Linked DNA regions of Mus musculus: region 2 is linked to region 1. A link is a contact called in public Hi-C data. All regions are on one chromosome and are shown on one strand. The core of a region is the stretch at or near the end of the contact, and the rest is flanking DNA. Distances in the headings are between cores, read along the strand shown. Region 1 overlaps Ednrb (endothelin receptor type B). Region 2 overlaps 4930432J09Rik (RIKEN cDNA 4930432J09 gene).

Region 1 (6,013 bases), core at 2,119-4,618:
TTGAGTGGACTTCAAATCCAATCAGAGAATGGTTGGTTACCACCCTAACAATCATGCACATTACACATCTTGCCTAGCAATTTGGTGTTGTAGTTCATAGCGTTCACAGTTAGACAAGACTAGTGCTGTGATTTCTCCCCCAGTAGCTTGAATAACATCTTCTTGCACTTGAAAGCTATTCTGCAGGGAGGTTGGTTCCAGCTCAGTTCCTCTATATATTGCAACCATGGTGATGTGTGTCTTCAGATGAACTGACGTTTAAACATTTAAAATAAAGGGGACTGCTGCCAACCCTGAATATATCAAATACTGAGTCCTCTATAGATCAAACCAAAGGAAGGGAGCAGTTACTCTTCTTACCAATGTAATCTTGGAAGACAGGACCATGCAATATTGGTTTGCTTTATATAAAATTTAGCCAGAAGCCAGGCGTGGTGGCTCATGCCTTTAACCCCAGCACTCTGGAGGCAGAGGCAGGCGGATTTCTGAGATCGAGGCCAGCCTGGTCTACAAAGTGAGTTCCAGGACAGCCAAGGCTATCCAGAGAAACCCTGTCTCGAAAAACAAACAAACAAACAAACAAACAAACAAACAAAAACCCAAAAAGCAAAAACCAAAAATTTAGCCAGACTCTTATTGAGCAAAGGAAATCTAGAAACCTTTTGATTATAGAGCAGGGTCAGGGTGTGTCTCCTCAAGGTCAGGCAGAACTAAAGCTTCTTCATGGAGGAGTTTTAAAAAAAGAAAAAGAAAAGATATCCCAAGGGCTAAAACTAGAGAGTTGGGTCAGCAGTTCAGAGTACACACTGCTCTTCTGGAGGGAGGACTGGCCTTCTATTTCACTCGCCCATCAATCAGCTCACAATCACTTACAACTCCATTGTGAAAGTTTCTAATGCCTTCGTCTGACCTCCACAGGCACATAATGTACATACCAGGCACACATGAGCATACACATTAAGTGAATAACTAAAACTTTTAAAAGTGTGGGCTGGTCATGCATGGCCTCTTGGGCAGATATCTTTATTTGATATGCTACTTTGGACAGCCCTTCTATTCTCTTATATCCTCCAGAAAAGTTGGGTCCATGAAAAATTAGTTACAGGTAAAATCAAGAAGGTAGTATAGCCAGGAGCCAAGGGGGATTCTGGGCGACATATACAACAATGAGTAAAATTATCTTGCTTAGGCCAGGGTTGGGGAGACCCTGATCAGAGGGTTGTTGCCAATGCAATTGAGTTCAGGGGTGGGGAAGAAATAATGTAAACAGAAACCATACTGATTAGTTCTGAGGATAGAAAGCAAACAAACAAACAAAAAGGGATATAGCTGGGGACCAACATCTGTGTTAGTAATGAAGTATGTGAAATCATACATAGTTTTAGCTCATCGTCTACTGAAGAAGTGCTTTTGAAGAGAAGTTGTAAGTGTCTGTAATCACATGGCTTGTCCACTTGTCTTAGTTTGCTCAGTCAGCCTGTGATGGGGTGAACCTGGCTCGGGTGTGATACGGTCACAGTCAGTGTTTAATCACTACATATTTAAAATCCAGGTGAGCAGTGAGCAGAACACCCAAGCTTCTACCCTGTTTCAAGGTCCCAAGGCCATTGTTCCTTTTAGCCACTGAGGGCTTAGTCTCAAACCTTAAACTAATAAGGAGACTTCTGTGGGGACACTGGTTGGAAGCAAACTCATGAATAAAATTAAGGACCTCATTTAACAGTTTCTTTTCCCATTTAAAAATTTTATTTTTATTTATTCGCTTTACATCCCGCTCACTGCCCCACTCATTTAGGACTTTTCAACAGGGCCGAATGTGGTTAAAAACAGTGGTTAAAAACACTCACTGTTCTTAACAGAAGCTGTGAGTTCAGTTCTCAATACCTGCAATAGCTCATAGCTACCCTTATCTCCACCCAGTTCAAAGAAATCTGTGCCCTCCAATATGACAAACACACACATACATATACACACCTAAACACATGTACACACATACACACACATATATACATTAACAATATAATAATAATAACAATAATAATAATAATAATTTAAACAGACAATGACTGAGCTTTCCCTTCTTAGAGTCAGGTCTCTGTGTGGCTGGAATAATCTCTCATCATTCATTAATACAGTTGGAACTTGACCATGGTCTTGTTCCTGATGCTACTCTTACCTGAAGCAAAGTAGTATAGAACATCTTATTCCACAGTGACTGCTTTTCAAAGATTCTTGACATAGTTCTTTCCAAAGTATGGTCTACCTCACTGTCTTTCTGGTCGACTGTGTTCTCCTTGAAGTGTGTCACTCTGAAGTCTGTCTTTAAAGTAAATACTTGCTGTGTCATTTAATCACGACACAGTGTCACTCATACAGAAACTGCTAAGGAAACCTCGTTGAATGACAGGATTGTAGAGTGGAATTGTTCCTGGAAGGCTCAATACTAACCCAAAGGGAGTGAGAGTTAGGGCAGAGCAATTGCCACAACTGTTTGAGAAACCTGTGGTGGCAGAACCATTGGTAAATTTAGAACATAAGCTGTTTCTCCATCTTGGAACCAACACTGTGCACTTGCACTGAGCAGGTTCATCCTGATAAAGTAGCACGGAGCCATCTACGTGATCTGCTCCTTTCCATTTGCCTTCTATCTCGCAATCCAATTCCAATTCTGATGGCATGGTGATAACCGAAAGTCCTGCTTCTGAGCCATTTCCCCCAGAACCTGAAGTACACTGAGAACAGTGTTGCTAAGGAACACTGTTCTTCCTTTTCGTAGGCTCCTAAATGAAACCAGTCCGTCAAACCCGTACCGGAGAGCTGCAACCCAGGACTAAACTGGAGTTGACTGAGACCTAGGGATAGACAAAACACGCCGCACAAAACAACTGATTTGATCCCTGCAGAGGAGGAACACAAAGAGTAAACCCAGTAGTTCCTCATAGTTCCTCAAAGCAAGAGTCCCTCTGCCAAATTGACGTGAAGGTTCCTGTGTATGAAACCCAAGAAACCAAATACAAATAGGAAGAAAGAATTCCGTAGCCCTAAGTGCTGAGGTAGCTCACACAACTGGCTCAGACTGAAAGCACACTGAAGCTCAGAAGTTTCACTGCTCAAAACGGTTTTGTGCCAATTTTCCCCCAGAAAAGAAAATCTTGAGAAATCTCCAAGACAAACAGCACCCCTGAAGCTTCAGGTAGCCCTCTGGTGTCTGACTTGGTGTGAATGTTCCAACCATCCCACCTTGGGTCACAGAAGTCCTGGCTGGCTCACCGTATTTTTATGCAAAACCCGAATAATAGTCAGGTTCCTAATATGCAGTACACGCTGAAAACATAAAGAAGTAGAAGCTCAGAGAAAGTTCATAGGGGAAGTAACAGCTAGGAAGGGTAACTATAGGACCTCAAAGGCTGCTCCAGCCATGGTTGTAGACGCGCTAAGAGCAGATCACAGGCATAAAACTTGGTAGCCTCACACATTTTTAGAGTCAAGATTTCTGGAATTCTTGTCACCAGTGAATATCTGGTAACCCATAGTGATGTACAGTTCTGAAAACCAAACTTGTAAATTTCCAATTACCTATAACATGCTTAGTTTATTTTTTCCCAAAAATAAATTTAAAAAAATCATTAATTTCACCACGAGGGCTTGGTTATCATGGCCGCACGTGGTCCAGCCCATACCACTTCGTACAGACGTACAGTCTTTTTATTTCCCTTGACCACATTCTGAGCAACAAGTTACATTTTAAAAATCACATTACACCATTTTCCTGTTCTTTTCCTAGCATACTCTATGGCTGGTATGCTCATTGCTTTATCCAACTACAGACTTGGGTTGTGTCCTCAGAGACATCTTACTGGGAAGCTTATGGAGAAAACACATCCCACCAACACTCTCCTAATATGGCTACTTCTGTTTGGACATCATCTCAAGTACTGATGCGTTTGTGTCTTCCTTGTTATATGTAAGCTCTACAGAAACCAGTAGTGCGCCTTGTACTCAGAATATTCTTTATGGTGAATATTCAATGCCCGTTGGTTGAATGAACTAATGACTAGTTAATTTACTAATCCAGAAGCTCTCATACACATTATAGAATCTACCTAGTCAATACAACATAATATAATAATGTCTTTTAAAACATGGATCAACTGGTACCTTTTGTACATTGTATGATTTCATATAAAGATCCAATTTCTTACTTCTCTATAAAAATTAGGGAATTTTCATGTTTGGGGTTCCTTGACAAATAGCATCTGATGCTTATTAGATAAAGATTATCCCAAACCTTGCTGCCTACCCCTCATTACCTTCCTGATACCAGTGACTGGCTTACACTGGCTTCCCCTTTACTGCTTGTCAATGTGCTCAGCCCTGTAAATTTCCAAGCCCCGGTATTAAATACGCATGTGGAAAGTCTCCCAACCTTTGTTGCATGTATCTGTGTAATTTTTTCATGTCTAATTTAGAAATTAAATCGGTCTCATGTTCATTCTTCCAATCTCAGTTGTAATGAGACACAGACTGTTGTCTGTGCCACCATGCCGGCCACAGAACAATCCACGGAGCTTGACACACTCACTGGAGTCTCCGTTGCCAGTACAAGGGCAGAAATTTCCAATTGTGTTTCAGAGTAGCTCTCATTTTTGTAAAGTTATTTCTAAAGGAGTTTTTCAAACCGCATAGATTATAAATATTTCTCTTTATTTTCAAAATCTCATGAATATTAGATCCAGATGTCTACCTTACATGATTCATTTACCAGCGTGGCACACCCAGTGTCTAAGAAGGAAACCAGCTCCATTTAATAGCAGTCATTGAAGCCAGATAAAGAGAAATATGTGTATAAATATGGAAAGAGAATGCACTATGTCCTTTTGCTCGGTACCTATTTGTTTCAGCCATATGAACACTCGCCAAGCATCTGCTGTGTTTCAGGCACCATTGGAAGCAACTGGGGAACTCATATGCATCTTACACTTCAGAGAGTCAGACAGCAAAAACCAAACAAGCCATAAAGTCACTTTTATATGCAGTAAGATTAGTAAGAACTATAATAAAAAGGAAGAGGGGAGGGAGTGAAGGAGATAGAGAGGCCTCGTCAGGGGCGGGAGAAGCAATGTGATCTAGGTAGGTGCTGTGGAGCGAGGAGATCTGAGCAAGTCCTGAGGGAAGTGAGAGAGGACATGGCCATCTTTAGTGGGAAGACTGGGGATGTGGGAGCGTGGGGTAAAAAATGGCACAGACCAGATGCCCTGTAGCAGACACACACCCAACCGGTGCATCCAGGGAGTGGTGTGGCTACTCCAGCTGAGTTAAGTAAAGGGACCACTGATCGATCGGGGCAAAACCTTGAGCACTCATGATGCTCTCCACAGAGCAGGGCCAGTCCAGTCATCTCCACTTAAGACTATCTAACTTTTTATTTAATAAAACTTCTATTTTTAACATGGTCCTCACCTTAGCTTTGCAGTTTTATGAGACATGCAGGTTCTGTTTTCTAAACCAGTGGTCTTCAACCTTCCTAATACTTTGACCCTTTAATTCAGTTTCTCATGTTGCACTGACGCCGCCCCGCCCCTCCCCCAACCATAAACTTACTTTTTCTTGCTAAGTCACAACTCTAATTGTGCTTCTGTTATGAAGCGTAATTTAAACATCTGTTATTCCCCATTTGTTTTGGGTGATCCCTTTGAACGGGTTGTTCAGCTCCCCATCCAGAGGGTCATGACCCACAGGTTGAGAATCACTGTTCTAAAGTGCCAGTAAGCCACTGGGGCATTGGCCTTTCTGAGGAGAGCCTGATTGTGCCACTGTCTGCACATAAAAAAAAAATCTCATAAACCAGCTGCACTTGTGTTACTTCCAGTGTGTTCTATATTGGACACAGGTGCCTTTTCAAAGGGCAGTTCTTCCTTCCCTCTGGCCGTTAATCACCGGCACTCAGTGCTCAGCTCAGAAAAATCTCCGTAACCGACCTTCCCGTTTCCTCTATGCAGTTGCTCGCAGAGGA
Region 2 (6,229 bases), core at 140-2,639, 180 kb before region 1:
TTTCTCAAGGTGGAAAACCAGGAAAGCAGCAACCAGTCTGAGGCAAAAACATGAGAGCCAACAAACCAATGGTGTAGGTTCTGGAGTCTGAGACCAGAGAGCCTTACTTTGTGATGGTGCAGAGCCAGAGAAGATGAATGCTTCAGATGAAGGAGAGAGAGAGACAGAGACAGAGACAGAGACAGAGAGACAGAGAGAGACAGAGACAGAGAGAGACAGAGAGAGACAGAGACAGAGAGACAGAGACAGAGAGATAGAGAGATACAGGGAGCCCTGCCTTCTTTTATATTCCTTATTATTTGAAGCTATGTCAGAACTAGATGGTGACCAGACAAATGGGCAACAGCAATTTTTCTTTCTTTAATTACTAATTCAAATGCTGATATATTCCACAAATACCTTCATAGAGAAACTAAGGAATGACAGTTTATTTGCTGAGCACCATTTAGTATAATCAGATTGACAGGAATATTACCCATATGTTAATAGTCACACTCTCTCCCTCTCCATGTTCTAAGTGGCCATTTGAAACCACCAGTCTGCTCTCCATTTCTACGCCATGTCACTGCATGTCACTGCCATGTCACTGCACACAATTTTAGGAGGAACCATGCTTTTGGGGACTGCATTGTTCACCGCCATCTCTGGAATGTATGCTTGCTCTTGAGTTAGTAGCACTATCAGGGGAAGGATGTGATCTTGTTGGAGAAGGTGTGTCACTAGGGTTGAGCTTTGATGTTTCAAATCCCAAGACAGGCCCTATCTGTCTGTTTGTCTGTCCGTCTGTCTGCCTTTTTCTCCCTTCCTGCTCCTTGTGCATGGGATATAAACCCTCAGCTGCTGCTCCAGGCCATGCCTGCCTCTTTGTCTGATACCATGCTCCCCACCATAGGCTTTACTAACCTCTAGAATTATGATCCACTACATCAAATGCTTTCTAAATCATGGCATTTCTTCACAGTAATAAAAAAGTAACTAAGACACTTGGGAACTCATTAGTGAGCAGCTCCTTGGTTTGGTGCGTTCCTAGAACACGTATACCCTCCAGTCTCTCTTCTCTACAGCTCCAAATCCTCTCATCACCTGTATATGATTCCTATCCAATTATACTTAATGTAAGGATTAGGATAATTGCATCTTCTTTCCATTGTCCTATTCATTGAAATGTCTTGACACATTTTAAAATGTACTATTAAACAAATAAAGCATTAATATATTTTGACTCTTTGTTCTATGAAAACTTTTTCCAAACTTGTATTTAAATGAAGTTTTGCTGGGATAGTTGTTTCCTATTGAAGAAAATTATTTCACAATCAATAATACAAGTTCCGTAAGTTCAAGCTTTGTGGATTTATTTACCAGCAAGATTTCTTCCACACACTGAACATGAAGAATGCACTTCATCATGTGAACTACTAATGACTTCCTCTTTGGGATGACAACCCTCTCTAATCAGCTGGAAGATGTCCAACTAAAACTAGCTTACTAAAATATACATACTTCAAACTTTCATGCCTCTGCATTAATTTTAAAATTACACTTAAAGTTAAATATATATTTGTTATATATGCATATTAATGAAAATACCCAGTTTTGTTGAGCATAGTGGCACATGTCTTTAATCCTAGAACTTGGGAGGCTGAGGCAGAGGCAGAGGCAGAGGTGACAGAGGAGGCAGAGGCAGAGGTGGCAGAGGCAGAGGTGGCAGAGGAGACAGAGGAGGCAGAGGAGGCAGAGGAGACAGAGGAAGCAGAGGAGGCAGAGGAGGCAGAGGAGGCAGAGGAGGCAGAGGAGGCAGAGGAGGCAGAGGAGGCAGAGGAGGCAGAGGAGGCAGAGGCAGAGGCAGAGGCAGAGGCAGAGGCAGAGGCAGAGGCAGGCTGACAAATAGATCATTGTGTTAGAGACTAGCCTTATCTACATAGTGAGACCCTGGGTTTTTTGTTTGTTTGTTTGTTTGCTTGCTTGCTTGCTTGCTTGTTTTGTTTTGTTTTGTTTGTTGTATTCTATGCATTCCAGAATTGAAAACCTAAAACTATTTTGAACAGAGTTATATAATCTTTTGCTTTTTTATTATTTGAACATTTTATACATGCATTTTGATCAAATCTAGCTCCATTCCTCAGTCTCTAATCCCTCCCTTATTTTTCCAGCATTATTTCCTCCAAACTCCATGGATTTTTTTTTTTTTTTATCCCATGGAATCCATTTAGTTCTGCCTGTATATGAGTGGACATAGGGTGATGCACTAGAGGCAGTGTAGCCTCTCAGAAGTTGTATTCCCTAAGGAAAACTGACTCTTCAAGCAGTCATCAATGGCTTCACAGCGTAGAAAAGGGCTTCATGAAGCTTTCTATGATCTATGCTAGGATTTTGCTCACCTGATCTTATAACATATTTTGTGCATGCAGTCACAGCAGGTATGAGTTGATATGTTCACAAAAGTATAGTACAGCTAATACAGAAATTAGTGTGGAGGTTTCTTGAGAAACTAAATTTAGTAATTTTAGTAACTATTAGGATTTTAGTAAAGACCAAGCTATACCTAAGCTATATGAAAAGGTATTCAAGTTCTGCTATAGAGATAGTTGTGCATCCATATTTGTTTCTCATCCTTTTCCATTGCAAAGAAATGGAATCCATCTGGATATCCATGAGCAGATGAATGGGTCATGAAGACATAGTCCATGTGTACAATGGAATTTTTTCAGCTGTAAAGAGAAGTGAAATTTGCAGGAAAAAAATGGATGGATCTGGAAAACATTATGTAAAGTAAAGTAATGCAGGCTCTGAAAGGTGAATTTCCTAAATGTTTTATTTCATATCTAGATCCTAGCCTCTGGCTTTTAAAAATGTGTACCCAAATGGGAGGAACATAGATATTGTTCAAGATACTAGAAAGGGCTCTGTGTGGTGATGGAGGAGGTGGTGGTGGTGCTGACTTTAGGGGAAGGACAATAATCAATGGGAGGGAGGGTACAGCTGGAGAACAGGGTACTGAGAGAAGGTAGGTTGGGGAAAATATATATGAAAACTTTGCATGGAAAACCATTACTCTGTAAGTTAAACACAAATGTGTGTGTGTGTGTGTGTGTGTGTGTGTTAAAGTTCAATTAAGAGTAAAGTCATTAAACTGCAAAATGCCTTCCTTTAATACTCTGATGCAAAGATAGACACATATATGTGAGAGTAACTTTCATCTACTTGAAAACCATAGCTTTTTTTTATTCTGTACCTATATCATAGTCTTTTCTTGATAAAATTAATTGGAACTTCGGAAGAATATTTTTCATCATACAAACAAAATGTCCTCCAAGTATCCAATAGCTGTAGGATATATGTAGGATATATGTAGGATATATGTAGGATATATGTGTGTATGTGTATATATATATACACATATACATGTATTTGTGTGTGTATGTATGTATGTGTGTATGTATGTATGTATGTATGTATGTATTAACATGTTCTGAGAACCCAGGGAAATGCAAATCAAAACAACCCTGAGATTCCACCTTACACTAGTCAGAATGTCTAAGATCAAAAATTCAGGTGACAGCAGATGCTGGCAAGGATGTGGAGAAAGAGAAACACTCCTCCATTGTTGGTGGGATTGCAAGCTTGTACAACCACTCTGAAAATCAGTCTGGTGGTTCCTCAGAAAATTGGACATAGTACTACCGGAGGATCCAACAACACCTCTCCTGGGCATATATCCAGAAGATGTCCCAACCGGTAAGAAGGACACATGCTCCACTATGTTCATAGAAGCCTTATTTATAATAGCCAGAAGCTAGAAATAACCCAGATGCCCCTCAACAGAGGAATGGATACAGAAAATGTGGTACATTTACACAATGGAGTACTACTCAGCTATTAAAAAGAATGAATTTATGAAATTCCTAGGCAAATGGATGGACCTGGAGGGCATCATCCTGAGTGAGGTAACCCAATCACAAAAGAACTCACACAATATGTACTCACTTATAAGTGGATATTAGCCTAGAAACTTAGAATACCCAAAATATAAAATACAATTTGCTAAACACATGAAACTCAAGAAGAATGAAGACCAAAGTGTGGACACTTTGCCCTTCTTAGAATTGGGAACAAAACACCCATGAAAGGAGTTACAGAGACAAAGTTTGGAGCTGAGACGAAAGGATGGACCATCTAGAGACTGCCATATCTGGGGATCCATCCCATAATCAGCTTCCAAATGCTGACACCATTGCATACACTAGCAAGATTTTGCTGAAAGAACCCAGATATAGCTGTCTCTTGTGAGACTATGCCGGTGCCTAGCAAACACAGAAATGGATGCTCACAGTCAGCTATTGGATGGATCACAGGGCCCCCAATGGAGGAGCTAGAGAAAGTAACCAAGGAGCTAAAGGGATCTGCAACCCTATAGGTGGAACAACAATATGAACTACCCAGTACTCCCCAGAGCTGGTGTCTCTAGCTGCATATGTATCAGAAGATGGCCTAGTGGGCCATCAGTGGAAAGAGAGGCCCATTGGTCGTGCAGACTTTATCTGCCTCAGTACAGGGGAACGCCAGGGCCAAGAAGTGGGAGTGGGTGGGTGGGGGAGCATGTGGGGGACTTTTGGGATAGCATTGGAAATGTAAATGAAATAAATACCTAATAAAAAAGAAATTAAAAAAAGATATATTTGAAATTTCAGACATTGATATAATGTTGAAAGTTGTACAAAAGCAGTCTGTATAAGTTAAAAAGCACATCTGAAATTATTACATGAATTATAGGAAAGGCACAAAGTATAAAAAATAACCATCTTCATTGATCTGTTTATATGTATTCCTCACGGGCATTGTATTTCCTAGACACTGTGCTAGAAACTACTAGCAAATGTGTAGTTGGTCCTATGGGCATTTGACCTAAGAAACCATTTATCATATTAAGTATTATTGAAATCACCTTAACATTTTCAGAAACTTTAACAAATAATGATACATTAAAAGTCTAAATTTGTGTAGTCTACAGTTGGATGACCTATTTTAGTCATTTTTCTCTGAATTACACAAATATTCTAGACTATATTGTTGGATATTTCTCACAGTCATCAAAGGCTATTTCTTCCCGATAATTTTTTGTGTATATTAGTACTTTAAGAAATAATGTCAGAGCTATAAGTCACAAGTTTAGTGTGCTTAAAGAAATGTTCATATACGAAATAATGTAGCAAAGAAGATAGTATAACATAATGAGAAAATTACAAACCTCTGTATTAATAGAGATATTTCATAATAGAATATTTATAAATGAGTTCCTCCCAACAGACCACTACCAAAGAAAGCCACAAGTTAAACACATCAATAAATCATTCTTAAAATGTATCTATAACTGAATTTATTCTATAAGCCATTGAAGAATATGGTCTTGCTCAAATTACTGACACTTACGAATGCATTATCAAAGGATTATATAAAGAATCTTGAGAATATTGAAGAATGTAGTACTGTTGTATGATTTACAAAAGTGGCAGTATTATGTTAAAGTTAATGAAAAAACCACCTACAAGTTAATCTAATAGGTTAATCAACGACTTAACAACTAGATACGGAAATTCTATTTAAGTAGCATTCACATGATCGGAGAATGTGTATGTAATTACAGAGATATAGAGATATTAGTCACCACAAAAATATGAGTGCCACTGTTGCATCCTTAGGGATAGCTTTCCCAGCTTGTCATTGTTGTGTCACAGCTGGGAGGGAGTGTTGGTTGTTGTCACCCACACACACTGGCAGCTTGCATAGCACCTTCTGGTGCCAGAAGCTGTGGCTCATGAGGGAGCTTTCATGTCAGATCTAGCTTGGATCCTGTGAGTCCTCTGCCTGAGTTCATGATGTCCTCAGCAGTAGGGACTTTACCTTCACCTACTGCAGGGTAACCAAGGGCCTACAGTGATAAGGTAATGGCAGTAGCCTATATTGTTTAGGAAGTCTCACCAGCTCCCTAAACCAACACTCCAGAGAGTGTGTTGGTTTTTGTTGTTGGTGGTGGTGGTTTTGTTTTTCTGTTTTGTTTTGTTTTGTTTTTTAGTAGTCTATACCTCTTAAGGGTAGCATTTTCATTCCAAGTGCAAAACTTTATTAAAACTATGTATCCTTATGTGCATATATTGATGGATGGATCTATAAATTTATTTTTATATGTGATTTTAGGTAAATTGAAAGCAGTATGATTGCTTTTGACTTTTCC

Evidence for each region. A called contact is a pair of places that touch in the nucleus more often than the background predicts.
Region 2: a Hi-C map of bone marrow-derived macrophages shows a contact between it and region 1, with 23 read pairs. The contact joins two enhancer-like sites. A contact is called at or near these places in 3 of 484 Hi-C or Micro-C datasets (bone marrow-derived macrophages, nephron progenitors and peritoneal macrophages), 2 of 115 datasets of contacts at active chromatin or transcription factors (acute myeloid leukemia and bone marrow-derived macrophages) and 1 of 9 other capture datasets (bone marrow-derived macrophages).

What each region holds. Positions count from the first base shown.
Region 1 is chr14:103,823,491-103,829,503 of GRCm38.p6, reverse strand. Ednrb (endothelin receptor type B) reads left to right here. Exons shown (of 8, transcript NM_001136061.2): 3 at 6,000-6,013. The region is part of intron 1 of Gm35197 (a long non-coding RNA gene); the gene reads right to left. Among named protein-coding and RNA genes, the nearest start is that of Ednrb, 18 kb to the left of the region's middle. Within about 2 kb of position 3,368, at least 11 of the 459 cell types and tissues checked have an H3K27ac peak or open chromatin away from gene starts, as enhancers often do. A contact at or near this core is called in bone marrow-derived macrophages, where this site is marked.
Region 2 is chr14:103,997,826-104,004,054 of GRCm38.p6, reverse strand. The region is part of intron 1 of 4930432J09Rik (RIKEN cDNA 4930432J09 gene); the gene reads left to right. Among named protein-coding and RNA genes, the nearest start is that of Gm41238, 6.3 kb to the left of the region's middle. Within about 2 kb of position 1,389, at least 1 of the 459 cell types and tissues checked has an H3K27ac peak or open chromatin away from gene starts, as enhancers often do. A contact at or near this core is called in bone marrow-derived macrophages, where this site is marked.